Linked DNA regions of Oryctolagus cuniculus: region 2 is linked to region 1. Evidence: chromatin contacts called from public Micro-C data. All regions are on one chromosome and are shown on one strand. Each heading gives the region's core, a stretch centred on a gene start, on an enhancer-like site or on the middle of the called end of the contact. The rest is flanking DNA. Distances are from core to core; before and after follow the strand shown. Region 1 holds the start of MEAK7 (MTOR associated protein, eak-7 homolog). Region 2 holds the start of CIBAR2 (CBY1 interacting BAR domain containing 2).

Evidence for each region. Hi-C and Micro-C count contacts between places; a contact is called where the count stands out from the background.
Region 2: a Micro-C map of ear pinna shows a contact between it and region 1, with 2.7 times the contacts expected there. The contact joins the promoter of CIBAR2 here to the promoter of MEAK7 in region 1. A contact is called at or near these places in 2 of 6 Hi-C or Micro-C datasets (ear pinna and an unstated tissue).

Annotation. Positions count from the first base shown.
Region 1 is chr18:66,081,572-66,088,417 of mOryCun1.1, reverse strand. MEAK7 (MTOR associated protein, eak-7 homolog) reads left to right here and starts at 2,533. Exons shown (of 8, transcript XM_070061851.1): 1 at 2,533-2,668; 2 at 3,563-3,761. The coding sequence starts at 3,609.
Region 2 is chr18:66,500,802-66,507,893 of mOryCun1.1, reverse strand. CIBAR2 (CBY1 interacting BAR domain containing 2) reads left to right here and starts at 4,506. Exons shown (of 9, transcript XM_051847361.2): 1 at 4,506-4,811; 2 at 5,995-6,229. The coding sequence starts at 4,792.

The DNA.
Region 1 (6,846 bases), core at 1,284-3,783:
AGCTCTGCTGGTGGGCGCCTGTCTTGCTGAGAAATCAGGCCCGGGGGAGCCACAACGGAGCACAGCTCTCTGGCTGCGCCCCTTCCCCGGATCCTGCAGGCCAGTGTGGGGGCTCCCAGGGGCTGTGAGTTGTCAGAAGGGGTGACTGACTGGTGCTGGGCACATGGCTCTGGGTGCTGAGCTGCAGGTCCAGTGCAGATGGTGGCCAGGACCGGGCCGTGGTGGGTGGTCCAGGCAGGGCAGAGGAGGGGTGTGAGGACAAGGACCCAGTTCCTCAGCGCTGTGCCGTGGTCGCCTACAGAGTCCCTCTCTCCAGGGCATGCCGGCAGGGGGACGGCGTGCGCAGTCACAGCCTTTCTGTGCGGAGTGAGCATCGGGCCTCGCCAGGCTCCAGACTTGCTCAGAAACGAGTCTGTCCTGCGGGGTCCAGCTCTTTCCTGCAGGGGCGGAGCCCGCTGTGGGCTGGGCATCCACCCCCACCAGGTGCCTGCTGTGAAGTGCACACAGGCTCCTCCCCCGGGGCAGGTGCACCCGCCGCCGGACAGAGCCCTTGACTGGGGCTCAGGAGTCCCAGTGTCCACGGGGTGCCCCAGGACAGTCGCTTCTCTGAACCGCGGGCTCTGAGATGGGGTGTGGCCTCCCTGATGGGGGTGGGGTGGGGTTAGTGGTGTGAGCGGGTTTGGAGAGGCAACCTTGACACGAGAACAGAAGATGCGCAGATGGCCTCGGCGTTCTTTCCGTGCCCGGCGGTGGCCACCGGCGTCTGTGTCCCATCTGCCTTAGCCTCGGAGCCTCTCGCCCTGCCAACCTCCACCGATCCCCAGCCACGCGCTCCCTCAGTCTCTGACCCGGCAGGGACTCGGTGATGCGTGTGCTGGGGGCAGGGACCCCTGGCTCCCTGCTGGTTCATGTGCCCCGCACCGTGCCTGGCACTGAACAGGGTGCAGCCCACAGGCTCAGACCCAGCCGACAGGGCGCCCCCAGACCGATCCTGCAGTCTCACCCTGCAAGGCTCACCTGGCGCAGGTACAGAGTCTTGGGGGACCCGGGGTGGGGGGAGGGAGGGCGGCGGTGCAAGGAGGCAGGGCTCTCCTGGGCTCCCAGCAGGGCCTGGGTGCGAGGCCCAGCCTCTGGCCTGGACTGAGCATGGGCCTGGCCGTGCTTCCTCGGGGTCGCGGGAGCAGGGCGGGCCTGCCGGGTGCACCTGTGCCGCCCCACACCTGGGTGGGAGACCCAGGCTGCTGCATGAGCCGCGGCAGGCCTGCGTGGGAGCGAGCGGCGTCCTCCTCGCTGAGGGAGTTTCTGCTGCGCTCGCTGGGTCTGCGGCCGCGAGTCCTGGGGGTGCGGCTCCTAGGAAGTCAGTGGCTGAGTGGCTGCTTCTGTCTGTCCGTCATCTCAGTTTGGCGAGTGGCCAGGCAGACTCTGACGGTCCTGGCTGGTGCTACTGTGCTCTGGGGGACAGGAAAGGGGTCTCCGATTTGGTGTGCCCAGTAGCGTCGGCCCTGGGTGGGAGATGGTTCAGGGGGTTGGGGGCCCTCACTTCCACCCGGCTGGGGCACAGGCACCCGAGGACCTGCAGCACATCCGGGGGGCAGAGCAGACCCAGGGTCCAAGCCTGGGGAGGCTTCTAGAGCAACCGTTCCCGGCCACGGCCACAGGAGGCGCTGAGGGGTGCGGAGGGAGGGTGCACGGGGAGGCGGGTTTGCAGGGAAGGGGGGGGGGGCTGAGGTGCTGCTGGACACCCCTGAGGAGCCAGAGGACAACGCAGGTCACGATGGTCCAGGCTAGAGGACAGCGCAGGTCGTGATGGTCCAGGCTTGGGTGCTCGGGGTCGGCTCAGCCGATGGTGGGGATCCAAGGTGGAAGAGAGAAGGGGTGTCATCTGAGGGAGAGGGAAGGAACTCCAGGGCGGGCCTGGGAGACGGAACCCCGAGGGGCACCCCCAGAAGCCCAGGAAAGAGGGCTAGGAGGAGGCGGAGGCCTGGTCAGCCGCATGTGTCGGGGCTGACAGTGCCGCTGGCCTTTTTCCCCGGGGGGCCCAGACCAGGTTTTTGAGGGGTTGAAGGGTGATCAGAAGGCGAAGGGGGTGTGGGCTCCTGGAGGGGTGAGCCACGGTCACCCCGGGAAGCTGAGGGTGGGGCACAGGCTGTGGGTGTGCAGGGGGCGGTCTGAAGCTCCAGATTAGGGGCATCACAGAGCAGGGCCGGGTGCCCAGAGCATGGTCTCCCACTCACTTCCTCCCCTGGTGGGCTTCAAGCCCACCCCCAGCCTCTCCCAGCTTCTCCCGCAGGCCCAGGCCCTGCCTCCCCCACACCCCCAGCCTCTCCCAGCTTCTCCTGTAGCCCAGCTACTCCGCGGTCGTCCCCAGCCCAGACGGCCCCGCCCCCAGGCACTCCCCCACGCCCCCAGTGTTCACTTCTGGCTGCTGCCAGGACCCGGCACCAGCACCTCCTCCCGGTGGGTCCCCAGCTCCGCCCCCTCCTGCCGGGCCCTGCCCACTCTCCGTGAGGGCATCGCCATTGGCTGACTTCTCGCTAGGGCTCCGCCCCAGGGTTCTGCTTCCGCAATTGGGCCAAGGGACCATCCGTCAGCGCCGTCGCCTGGGACCTGGACAGAGGCGGCTCCCGGGGGAAAATCCTTGACGCTGCCGACCGGAAGGCGGCTCTGGGTCGGTGCTGGGGCCAGGGCTGCGGTGAGCTGGACGGGACGCGGCGGCTGGGCGGGGAGCAGGCCCGGCTCGGGTGGGGACCGGAGCCGACTGTGTCCCAGTGGCCCCGGCTCTGCCCCTCCCCGCCCATCTGTGCCCCAGGATAGGGGGCGACTCGGGGCAGGAGTGGCACCCGACAGGGGAGGGGGGAAGGGAGGAGTCACTCAGAGTCGCCCCTTCCTGTCACTCGGTCTGTGCCCCGCAGGTGCCTTCCCAGGGTCGCCCTGCCGTCCAGACGAGGTGGGGTCCCCTCCTGAATTCCGGCCACAGCCCCAGGCTTGTTCCTGAGCCCTGGCGCTGCTGCCTCCTGGAGAAAGTGCCACTGCCCCTCCCGCTGCTCAGGCAGACAGGGCAGGGCCGGCACCCGCAGCGCCCAGCGTGCTGCTGGGCTCTGTGTTCATTTATCACAACAGCCCCCTGCGGCAGAGCCGTGGTTGTTCCATTTTACAGATGAGCAGACTGAGGCACGGAGAGTGTGCGTCGCTGGCCCGAGGTTACACAGCTGGCAGCTGGGACCAGGATCACAAAGGAGAAGTGTCTCCAGCAGTGCGCTTTATTTAAACGCATGAGAGATTTCTCCGACACCTAGTTACCATTCGCTTGGGAGCTAGGTTTTCAGATAGACCCGAACGGTCGCTTGGCCATTGTGAGGCACCTGGGCAGGTCCTGGGGGGCAGATGGGGCTTTGGCACTGGATTTGCGTGGACGTGGGACCCACCACGCTGGAACACCGTTCCGCACACGGTTCCGATGCGGTGTAGCCGCCTCTCCCAGTAAAGTGGCGTTGACGAGAGCTGCCCTTGGGGTTGTCATGTTTATTCTCCGTGCTGATCACACCCTGGCTTCTCTCCCCAGCCCTGCTCCTCCTCCCTCTGCAGAGTCCGGCCAGGCAGGAGACGGGATGGGCAACAGCAGGAGCCGCTCTGGGCCGAGGGGCCACTCACAGCTTCTTCCCGAGGAGCAGGCGGAGGTCGACCAGCTGTTCGATGCTCTGGTGTCAGGGGCAAGCGGCCTGGGTGGCTCAGCCCGAGCCTTCTCTCTGCAGGCGCTGCAGGCAAGTGTGGCAGCCGTGGCTTCTGCGCGGTGGGAATGGGGCCTGGAGATGGTGGCCCAAGGGCTGAGACTGGGCTGCGGGCAGGTTTGCTGCCTGCAAAGGGCCGGGGAGTACATGCGGTGGCCTTGAGGCGGCTGCTCTGCCTGAGGTTCTGGTGGGAAAAGTAGCAGGAGACAAAGCCAAAGCTAAACGGCCCCCCCCGCCCTTTTTTTAGACAGAGCTACTGCTCTTTTTTTAAAAAAGATTTATTTATTTTTATTTGAAAGTCACAGTTACATAGAGGAGAGGCAGAAAGAGAGAGAGAGAGAGAGAGAGAGAGAGGTCTTCCATCCGCTAGTTCACTCCCCAGTCGGCTGCAACGGCCGGAGCTGCACTGATCTGAAGCCAGGAGCTTCTTCTGGGTCTCCCACGCAGGTGCAGGGGCCCAAGGACTTGGACCATCTTCTACTGCTTTCCCGGGCCACAGCAGAGAGCTGGATCGGAAGTGGAGCAGCCGGGTCACAAACCGGCCCCCATATGGGATGCCGAAGCTTCAGGCCAGGGTGTTAACCCACTGCGCCACAGCGCCAGCCCCAACCCTCCTCCCTCCTTTTTTACAAAAAGATTTATTTTAAAAAATTTATTTTTTTATTTGAAAATTAGATTTACAGAGAGAGAAGGAGTCACACACACACACACACACACACACACACACAGATCCTCCATCCACTGGTTCACTCCCCAAGTGGCAGCAATAGCCAGGCCTGCTCCAGGTTGAAGACAGGAGCTTCTTCCAGGTCTCCCACATGGGTCCAGGGGTCCAGGGACTTGGGCCATCATCTGCTGCTTTCCCAGGCTACAGCAGAGAGCTGGAGCAGAAGTGGAGCAGCCGGGACACAAACCAGTGCCCATTTGGGGTGCTGGCATTGCCGGCTGTGGCTTAACTTCCTGTACTACAGCACTGGCCCCAACCTTCCTTTTTAAAATCAGTAGTGGGTCCAGTGCTGTGACATAGTGGGTAAGGCTACTGCCTGCAGTGCCAGCATCACACAGGGGCACTGGATTGAGTCCTGGCTGCCTCTCTTCCAATCTGGCTCTCTGCAGTGGCCTGGGAGGGCAGTGGAGATCGTCCAGGTCCTTGCGCCCCTGCGCATCTGCGTGAGAGACCGGGAAGAAGCTCCTGGCTCCTGACTTTGGATCAGCCCAGCTCCAGCCATTGCGGCCATGTGGGGAGTGACCCAGTGGATGGAAGACAGAGCTCCCTCCCTCCCTCCCTCTGTCTCTCTCTCCCTCTCTCCCTCCCTCCCTCCCTCTCTCCCTTCCTCTCCCCCCTCCCTCCCTCCTTCCCTCCCTCTCCCTCTCTCCCTCTCTCCCTCTCTTCCTCCTTCCCTCCCTCCTTCCCTCTCTCTCTCTCTCTCTCCCTCTCTTCCTCCCTCCCCCCCTCTCTCTCCCTCTCTCCCTCCCTCCCTCCCTCTCCCTCTCTCTCCCTCTCCCCCTCCCTCCCTCCCTCTCCCTCTCTCTCCCTCTCCCCCTCCCTCTCTCTTTCTCCTTCCCTCTCTCCCTCTCTCCCTCCTTCCCTCCCTGCCTCCCTCTCCCCCTCTCCCCCTCTTCCCCTTTCCCTCTCCCCCCCCCCCCCGCCTTTCAGATGAAACCCATGACTCTGAGAAGAATCCCTGGAGGGCCTCATCTATATTAAGAGGGAGCTGGGACTGATGGTGAGCGACTCGCACACTGTGCTGGGAACGCTGCCATCTTGAGGCTGACACCAGGGGCCAGGCTGTGCCCCACCTCTGGGCCCCGCGTGCAGGAGGGGGCGGCCTGCGTCACTCGGGTCCGCTGCCCAGGACGCCTCAAGGGCACCTTCGCCTGTGCCGGTGGTGTTGATGGCTGAGGGGCGTCACGGAGCTCCAAGCAGAACAGTGGAGCTCCGAGCTCGGCGTCACTGGAGGAGTTAAAACCAGCCATTGCCTCGCCCTTTGCCCTGTCCCTTGGGGGCTCTTAGGGTATGAGGTGGGACCCGGGTAGAGTGACCGCCTTGGCTGGGAAGTGGGGAGGGCCCCAGCCGTGAGGACTTCCTGCCAGCCTCCTCTGGAACTCTCGGCAGGGGCTGTGTGTGGCGGGGGTCACAGCCCTGGCGTGGGGGTGGGGTGGTACATGCGTGGTGCGTGCCTGTGTGTCTGCCCCAGTTGGCTGGGGCTGGGCTGGGCTGGGGCCAGCGGAAGCAGACAGGTGACTGCTGTGTGGAATGGGAGGCCGCGTTGTTCCGGCATCATCAGATAAAGGTGGTTAAACATTGGTCAGGGACCTGAGCGCCGGATTCGGGCCCCCCTGGGAGGGACTGGAGGCTGCGCTCTGGGGGAAGCTCAGAGGCACCAAGCGGCGCTGCCTTACAGGGACTTCGGCGTTGACGTCAGGCGGCCTGCATGGCGCTGCGTCAGAATCCGGCTCTCGGCCCTCGCCCTGGCAGTCTGTGATGGGTTCACAGTGTGCACTCTCCCCCCGTTACTTGTTTTTTTTTTTTTTTTTTTTTTTTTTTTTTAATAGAGCCTGTCTGGCTCCCGTGACTTTTTTTTTTTTCAATTTATTTTTTGACAAATAGAGTTACAGACAGTGAGAGAGAGAGACAGAGAGAAAGGTCTTCCTTCCATTGGTTCACCCCCCCCAAAATGGCCGTCATGGCTAGCGCTGCGCCGATCCAAAGCCAGGAGCCAGGTGTTTCCTCCTGGTCTCCTATGCAGGTGCAGGGCCCAAGCACTTGGGCCATCCTCCACTGCCCTCCTGGGCCACAGCAGAGAGCTGGACTGGAAGAGGAGCAACCGGGCCTAGAACCCAGCGCCCATATGGGATGCTGGCGCCGCAGGTGGAGGATTAACCAAGTGAGCCACGGCGCCGGCCCCTCCCTCCATTGCTTGTAATCCCACCTCAAATCAGATTTCATGCTGGAGTCAAAAAGGAAAACAGTATTCACAGAAGGTCACGGACAAGGCGTTAGGAGGGTCAGACTTGGGAAGAGGGAGACGCACCCCGCACTCGAGCGCCTGGATCGAGTCCCGCCTTTGCCTCCGGTCCAGCTCCCTGCTGGTGCACCCTGGGGTGGGGTCAGCAG
Region 2 (7,092 bases), core at 3,257-5,756, 420 kb before region 1:
AGCCAGGAGCTTCCAGGTCTCCCAGTGGGTGCAGGGGCCCAAGGACCTGGGCCATCCTCCACTGCTTCCCCAGGTGTATTAGCAGGGAGCTGGACCGGGACTCAATCCGGCACCCATATGGGATACCACGCCACAGGCTGGGGCTTTAACCCACTGTGCACAGTGCAGCCTCCAAATTTGCCTATTCTTAAAAAAAAAAAAAAGATTTATTTATTTATTTGCTTCCTTGAAAAGCAGTGACGCGGAGAGAGGTCACTCCCCTGCTGCTCACGCCCTGGCCGCGGTCGGGCTGGAGGCTGGGCCAGGAAGTCCGTCCAGGCCTCCCCCGTGGGAGGAAGGGACGGGGCAGTGAGCATCCTCTGCTGGAGCAGGAGTGGAGGAGCCGGGACTCGAACCTGTGCTCCAGTATGGCTGCACCACAGCGCCCGCCCGGGCCTTGCCTGCGGTCGCCAGGCCGCGTGGTTACCAGGCCACGTGACTGCACTCACAGGAGCCACGGGTCCTTGTGGACCGCTTCTTCCGCCAGCACGTCCTCCAGGATTGCGCACGCTGGGGCAGCACCTGCCTCCTGTTCACAGCTGAGTAGTACTCCACCGCGTGGTGAATCTCACCATGCTGACAGCTGACAGCGTGAGGCACGCCCATCTCCCCGCTGCCCACTCGGCCGCAGCACCTCACAGAGCCCCCGGCCCCCACGGGGCCCTGGTTTTCCATGGCCACACCAGCCTGGCGCCAGTGGCCGTGCCCACTCCGGATCTCCACAGAGCCTTGCCCGTTCAGGAGTGGGCGCAGCCTTGTTGAGCCTGGGGTCCCTGCTGGCCCGGCCTGACTCGGGGGAGGGGTGGGCACCAGTCTCTCCGGCCGTGCCCTGCCCTGGGCTGGCCCCGGTGCTCAGCACAGGCCCGGGCCCCCCAGGACAGAGCCTCTGCCTGACTCCGACCCCAGGGAAGCCACAGAGGCCCAGCACGGCTGTGAGCCCCTGGCAGTGGGGTCGGCCGCGGCCCACTGTGGCCCCTTCCTCCTGGCTCCACGTAGTGAGGCTGCTTAAAAAACAAATAAATAAGGCCGGCACCACAGCTCAATAGGCTAATCTTCCGCCTGCGGCGCCGGCACACCGGGTTCTAGTCCTGGTCAGGGCACCGGATTCTGTCCCGGTTGCCCCTCTTCCAGGCCAGCTCTCTGCTGTGGCCAGGGAGTGCAGTGGAGGATGGCCCAAATCCTTGGGCCCTGCACCCCATGGGAGACCAGGAGAAGCACCTGGCTCCTGCCTTCGGATCAGCATGGTGCGCTGGCCAGAGCGAACCAGCCGTAGCAGCCATTGGGGGGTGAACCAACAGAAAAAGGAAGACCTTTCCCTCTCTCTCTCTCTCTCTCTCTCTCTCTCTCTAAATAAGTCTGCCTGTCAAAAAAAAAAAAAAAAAAAAAGGCAAATAAATGGGGGCCGGCATTGTGGCGTGGCAGGTCTAACTGCGACCGGCAATGCTGGGCTGGCACGGGTTCGAGTCCCAGCTGCTCCATTTCTGAACCAGCTCCCTGCTGATGCCCCCGGGAAGGCCGCGGAAGCCGGTCCTAGTCCTTGGGCCCCTGTGCCCGCGTGAGAGACCCGAAAAGGCTCCTGGCTCCTGCCTGGCCCGGTCTGGCCGCTGCAGCATCTGGGGAGTGAGAGCACGGATAGAAGTCTGTCTCTGTGACGCTCTCAAATAAATAAAATACATCTTTTTTTTAAACTGAGGTGTTTAATGCCTGAGGCCGTTCAGTTTAATATTTATAAAAAATAAAGAAATAAAAGCAAAGGCGTGCTGACCGCGCCAGATGAGCGGCTGGGGTCGGGGGCCAGCAGGGAGACGCCGCGTGGCAGCCCGGGCTCTGCGGGCACCGGCACCTCTCCAGCCGCTGGGCCTTTACCCCCCGCCCCGCCTGCCCCCAGGAGGGTCCCTTCCCAGCCCCAGGGCACCCTCCCCTGCAGCCCCCCTTACAGAGACGGCACCGCCCGCTTGGCCTTTCTCGCTCGGGCCACCAGGGGTCTCCGTGTGGCCACCTGGCTTCCTCCCGGGTTTTTCTGCACATGCTGCGTGCTGGGCGTGTTTCCCGGGGCCGGCTGAGGGCGGGTGGTCCCATGACCTCCCCCCTTCCTGGGCTTGCAGGCATGGGGTCTCCAGAGAAGCCGCCAGGCTTGGGTTACAGGTGCAGCTGCGCCGAAGGGGATTCCTGGTGCATGGCCCGTCTGGCCATGAAGTTCCACCTCAGCCGCAGTGGGGCCCAGGGCACGTGGTCTGGGGGTGCCCCCCAGGCAGGGCCTCGTGGCCTCGCGCCAGCACAGCTCTCGGGGCTCTGGGCTCTCTCTGGACCCCAGAGTCGTGTCCTGGGCCTGCTCTGGTGAGATCCCCCAAGCTGCAGACGTAGGCCGGCACACTTCCCCTCCCCCAGCGGAGGCCGGCACGGGACGGGGCGTGGGCAGGGCCGATCCCTCCGGCAGCAGGGGGCGGGCCCCCGCCTGGCCAGATCCTCAGCTCCCTTGGCCGGTGGCCCTGTGGCCGCAGCTCTGCCCCCCTCCCTGGGTGTGTCTCCGCTTCCTCTTCTTATTAGGACAGCAGTCCCTGGAGCCGGCTCCCGTGTGACTCAGCTCGGCTAATCACAGCTGCCCGTGACCTTGTTTCCAAATACGGTCACAGTCCAAGGTCCTGCGTGGACACGCAGTGTTGGGGGCACCGCTCGACCCAGCAGGGAAGGGGACTGAGAAGGTGAGGGGCACGGACCGCCCCATGACAGCCGGCGCCTGACCCCGTGCGGCACCACGGCGGCCTGTGGGTATGCAGGGAGCCACCTCCTGGGAGGGGGCACAGCGCCCACCCCAAAGACTGGGTTCTGTGTACGCACTGGGCAGGACATCAGGAAACACACAGTGTGTGCAAAGGGAGAGGTGGCCAGAGGTCACCGGAGAACCTCGGTGCACAGCATGACGGCCGTGGGGTGAGGGCCAAGCCCACCCCACCCCACAGACCTAGTTTCCCAGCCCCGTTACTCTCAGGATCCCGCTTTATGGCGGGAGAAGACAGAGCCCAGAGAGGTCAGGCGACCCGGCAAAGGTTGCACAGCAGAGCTGGGGTCCGGGCTTGGAACCTGTGTTCAGCTGACCCCAGGCTCCTCGCTTTTATACACACTTACGAAAGCATCTCCTCTGTGAAAGCCCCCAACCCCGCCCAGAGGCAGCGGCGGAGGCCCGAGGCCAGTCACGGCTGACCTCTCGCACGTATGGTGCAGCCCGCGGTCAGACGCACAGCCAATCAGTGAGCGCCCCTGCGTGTGCCTGCGTCGTCTGGTTTTGCTCTTTCTTTTCTTGCGTGCCCCCGACCACGTGCCAGGCTGCAGGACCCCTCCCCCACGCACACCCGGGCGTGCACCTGCCAAGGGCCAGGGTCTCCGCTGCTCGGGGTTGGCAGGGAGCAGTGGGTGAAGGGAGGAGCTGAGCGGCCCCAGCAGCCCTGGGACGCCCACAGCGGCCCCTCCCCCGCCCTGAGCCCACCCCCCCCTCCACACACACACACGGCGGGCGACGGGCTCAGCACCCCTGTCTGGTAGGGAGACAGAAATCCGCCTGTGTGTGCCAAGGGGGCCCGGCCTGGAAGCCGCCCGGGGTTTCACGCTACAAAGTCCCGCCCTCTCCCAGAGCCTTCCCAGTGGTCTCTGCCTTCCCCCACCCAGGGAGGGCTCCCAGGAGAGCCCTCCTGCCCCGCTCCTGGGCTACCCTGGCGGATGGCACTGGGGAGTGACCTCCCGGCAGGATTCTGACCTGCCGCCCACCCGGCAAGTCCTTTGTCCGGGAGAGGGTGGGGGAAGGAGACGCGGCGGGACCCCACTTGGACGCCCGGGCTGAAGGCAGACGGCTCCCGCCCCGCGGACCGCCCACCTGCCCGTCAGCTGTGTGTTCTTGGTCTAGCTTGGCTGACGGCTCACTGCATTCTGTCTCACTCCTGAACTCTTTTTCTTTTTAATCTATTTATTTATTGAAAGGCTGAATTACACAAGAGAAGGGAAGACAGAGAGAGAGAGAATCTTCAACCGCTGATTCACTCCTCGGAGGCGGCAATGGTCAGGGCCGGCCAGGAGCCAGGCGCTCCATCCGGGTCTCCCACACCGTGCAGGGCCGGAGCGCCTGTGCCGTCCTCCGCGGCTTTCCCAGGCGCATGAGCTGGGAGCCGGACCGGAAGCAGAGCAGCCGTCTCTGCTACACACGGCCCTTCCCACAACGCACCTGAGCCTCACTCCATCACGCCCGAGCTGCCTGCGTGACCACGCGCACGCTGACTCCCTCCCAGGGACCGCCCCCCATGGACGCCCCCCGCTGCCCCGCCACACGCTCAATCAGGAGGCGGCCTGACCCTGGGTGGGCTCGCGGCCGGACGGCGCTGGGCATAAAACCTCGTCCCGGGGCGGGGGGACAGAATCCCGCGTGGAGGCGCTGTGCCTTCTCCCCACATTCCAGGGAGCCCCAGCCTGTGCCCCACGAGAACGCGCACCTGCACAGGGTGAGGAGGGCTCTCCGGGACCCCTGCCTGGGCGGCCTGGAGCCCCTGAGCCGGCCGAGGCTGGGCAGCCTCCCTGTCCAGGGAGGCTGGCGCTGGGAGGCATTGCCTGGGCGACTTCCTGCAGCTCCGCCCACACCTGGCTGTCACCTGGCAACCAGGTGGCCGCGTCCCCTGAGCCCAGCCCTGCCAGGCTTCTCCTGGGCCCGGGACCCCTGGGGCCCTGTCCTCGCTCCCGTGACCAGGCCAGCCGCCGCCACCCGTCACAATGAACCCCGTGCTCTCCAGGTGAGTGCCTGCGCCAGCGTGGCTGGGGCGGAGGGAGGTGGGGTGGGGTTCCGGGGCCTGGTGCAGCCAAGACCGTGAAGGTTGCGGGGGGCTGCTGGGGTGGGGCAGGGGGGAGCAGACTCTCTCCCAACTCCAGCCCCCCACCCCAAGGCCCAGGGAGAGCAGCTCAGGTCCAGAGGGGCGTTACCCGCTGCAGCCCGACACTTGGGTTGGAGCCTCTGGCCCCGTGGCCTCCACCTGGCTAACCCCCTTCCCACCTCAGCGGCCGGCCCCATGGCCCCGCCCCACCCGTGCCCGGTGGTCGCAGCCCCTGCTCACTGGGAGGCGAGCTCACTGCAGGGGCCCGGAGCCCCCAGTGTGCATCTTAAGCAGCCGCCAGCCTCGCTCCCGCGGGTTCAGGCTCACAAGCCGGGGGTGGGGGTGGGGCCTGGAGTTTGCACCTGGCTGGCCGTGGGGGTCATGGGGTCCGAGGACTCAGCTGAAGGGGCAGTGGCACATCCTGCTGAGACGTGAGGCCGGCACTCAGGCCCAGGGCGCGGCTACCGCAAGTGCCACCCCAGTCAGGGTTCGGCAGGAGGAAGACAAAGCTGCGCCGCAGGTTCCGGCCTCGGGGGGGTGAGGGGGGCTGCTCAGGGGTCTTGGGTCAGACAGAGAGAGGCAGGGACAGCGACAAAGGCCGCGGAGGCGGCGGAGCCCCAGCGTCAGGGCTGGTAGCAAGCGGGACCCGGTCTGACCGGGAAGTAGACGGCGACGCGGGGCGTTTGCCCAAGCCCAGGGCACGAGCAGCCTCCGCGCACGGGGACCGTGGTCAGCAGCCGTGACTGGGGAGCGGAGGGAGCATCAGCTGTCCCCCCCCCCCCGCCACACGAGACGGGAGGTCGGGGATGGTGTGGGGGAAACACCACCCTCCCCCGCCACGCATGTCAGAGAGCCCTGCAGGGCAGAGGGAGAGCGTGTGACCCGGTGGGCAGGCACACGGAGCGGCTCCACCGGCGACACAAAAGGCCCTTCAATGGATTCCAAGGACAAAGGCCAGGTGTGCAGCCACGCCCACGTGTGGCTCCTGCCCGCCATTCCCCACGTACCTGGCGCTGTCCCCAGGGACCAGGCGCAAGCTGCAGTGGCCCCTGTGTGCCCACCCCCATCAGGGGCGTCACCGCCCAGCGCGGCCCCACCTCCCCAGGGACAGCCAGGTCCGCGTGATGGAAGCCATGGTGGCCAACGCCGACAAGTACCTGGGACAGCTCTGCTCGCTGCTGGCCGCCTACACGCGCAAGACAGCGCGGCTGCGCGACAAAGCCGACCAGCTGGTCAAGTGGCTCATTGGCTTCGCCAACACCGAGAGCCCCGAGCTGCGGGCCACCCTGAGGGACTTCGCCGAGGACCTGGCCAAAATACAGGATTACCGGCAGGCCCAGGTGAGCAGTGGCCATGCCAGCGGGACACCCCGAAGGGTCCCCTGCGGTCACGCCACCTATAGGACGACAGTTGTGGTGGTCGGGCAGGGGGCGGGTGGGGCAAAGGGACTCAGGAGACCCCTGGCAGGAGGCGCGTCCCCGGGCCCACCCACCAGGGCCCAGAGAGGGCACAGAGATCCTGGGGACGGCTGGGTGTCGGGGGGAATTGTTAGAAGGCTCCTGGCACGCGCGCCACCCTCTGTGAACTCCAGAGAACGGGACGGTCCGGGCACCGGGGAGGCATCAAGTCAGGTGGCCGCAGGGCGACACAGCTGCCGCTCCGCTGGCCACGCAGACCTGGGCAGCTCCCTGCCCACCCGGCATCCTCCTGTCCCAGAGCCAAGGCCGGGAGTCAGCCCGCAGACGGAACGCCAAGGCCCACCAGCAGAGGGCGCTGCCTCCCTGGACCTCGCCACCCCAGAGGTGGCTCCTGGTTTTTAAAAAGGCTAGCTTCTTCTCCAGGGACAAAGGACCCCGACGTGGTCGTCTGCAGGGAGGGAGGGGGTGGTCGCCAGGAGAGCACTCGGGTGGGGGGACCCCAGCCCCTGCAGCAGGGGCAGCCGGCAGGATTTTCAGGGGACCCTGTTCTCAAGGTCCTGGGACACACTGGCTACTCTTGGGTGCCCCACGGTGGCCACACCTGACGGCTCACCAGAAATGCAGATTCCTGGGCCACAGCGCCCCCTGCACCTTCCCAGCTTCACGCCTCGGTGAAGGCAGAGAACGGCCTTGGCGCTGGGGGTGGGGTGGAAGTCCAGTCTGCCCAGCGCTCGCTCCCAGCCCCAGCCTGTTCCCACCAGGAGGCTCAGTTTTCCCAGCATGCA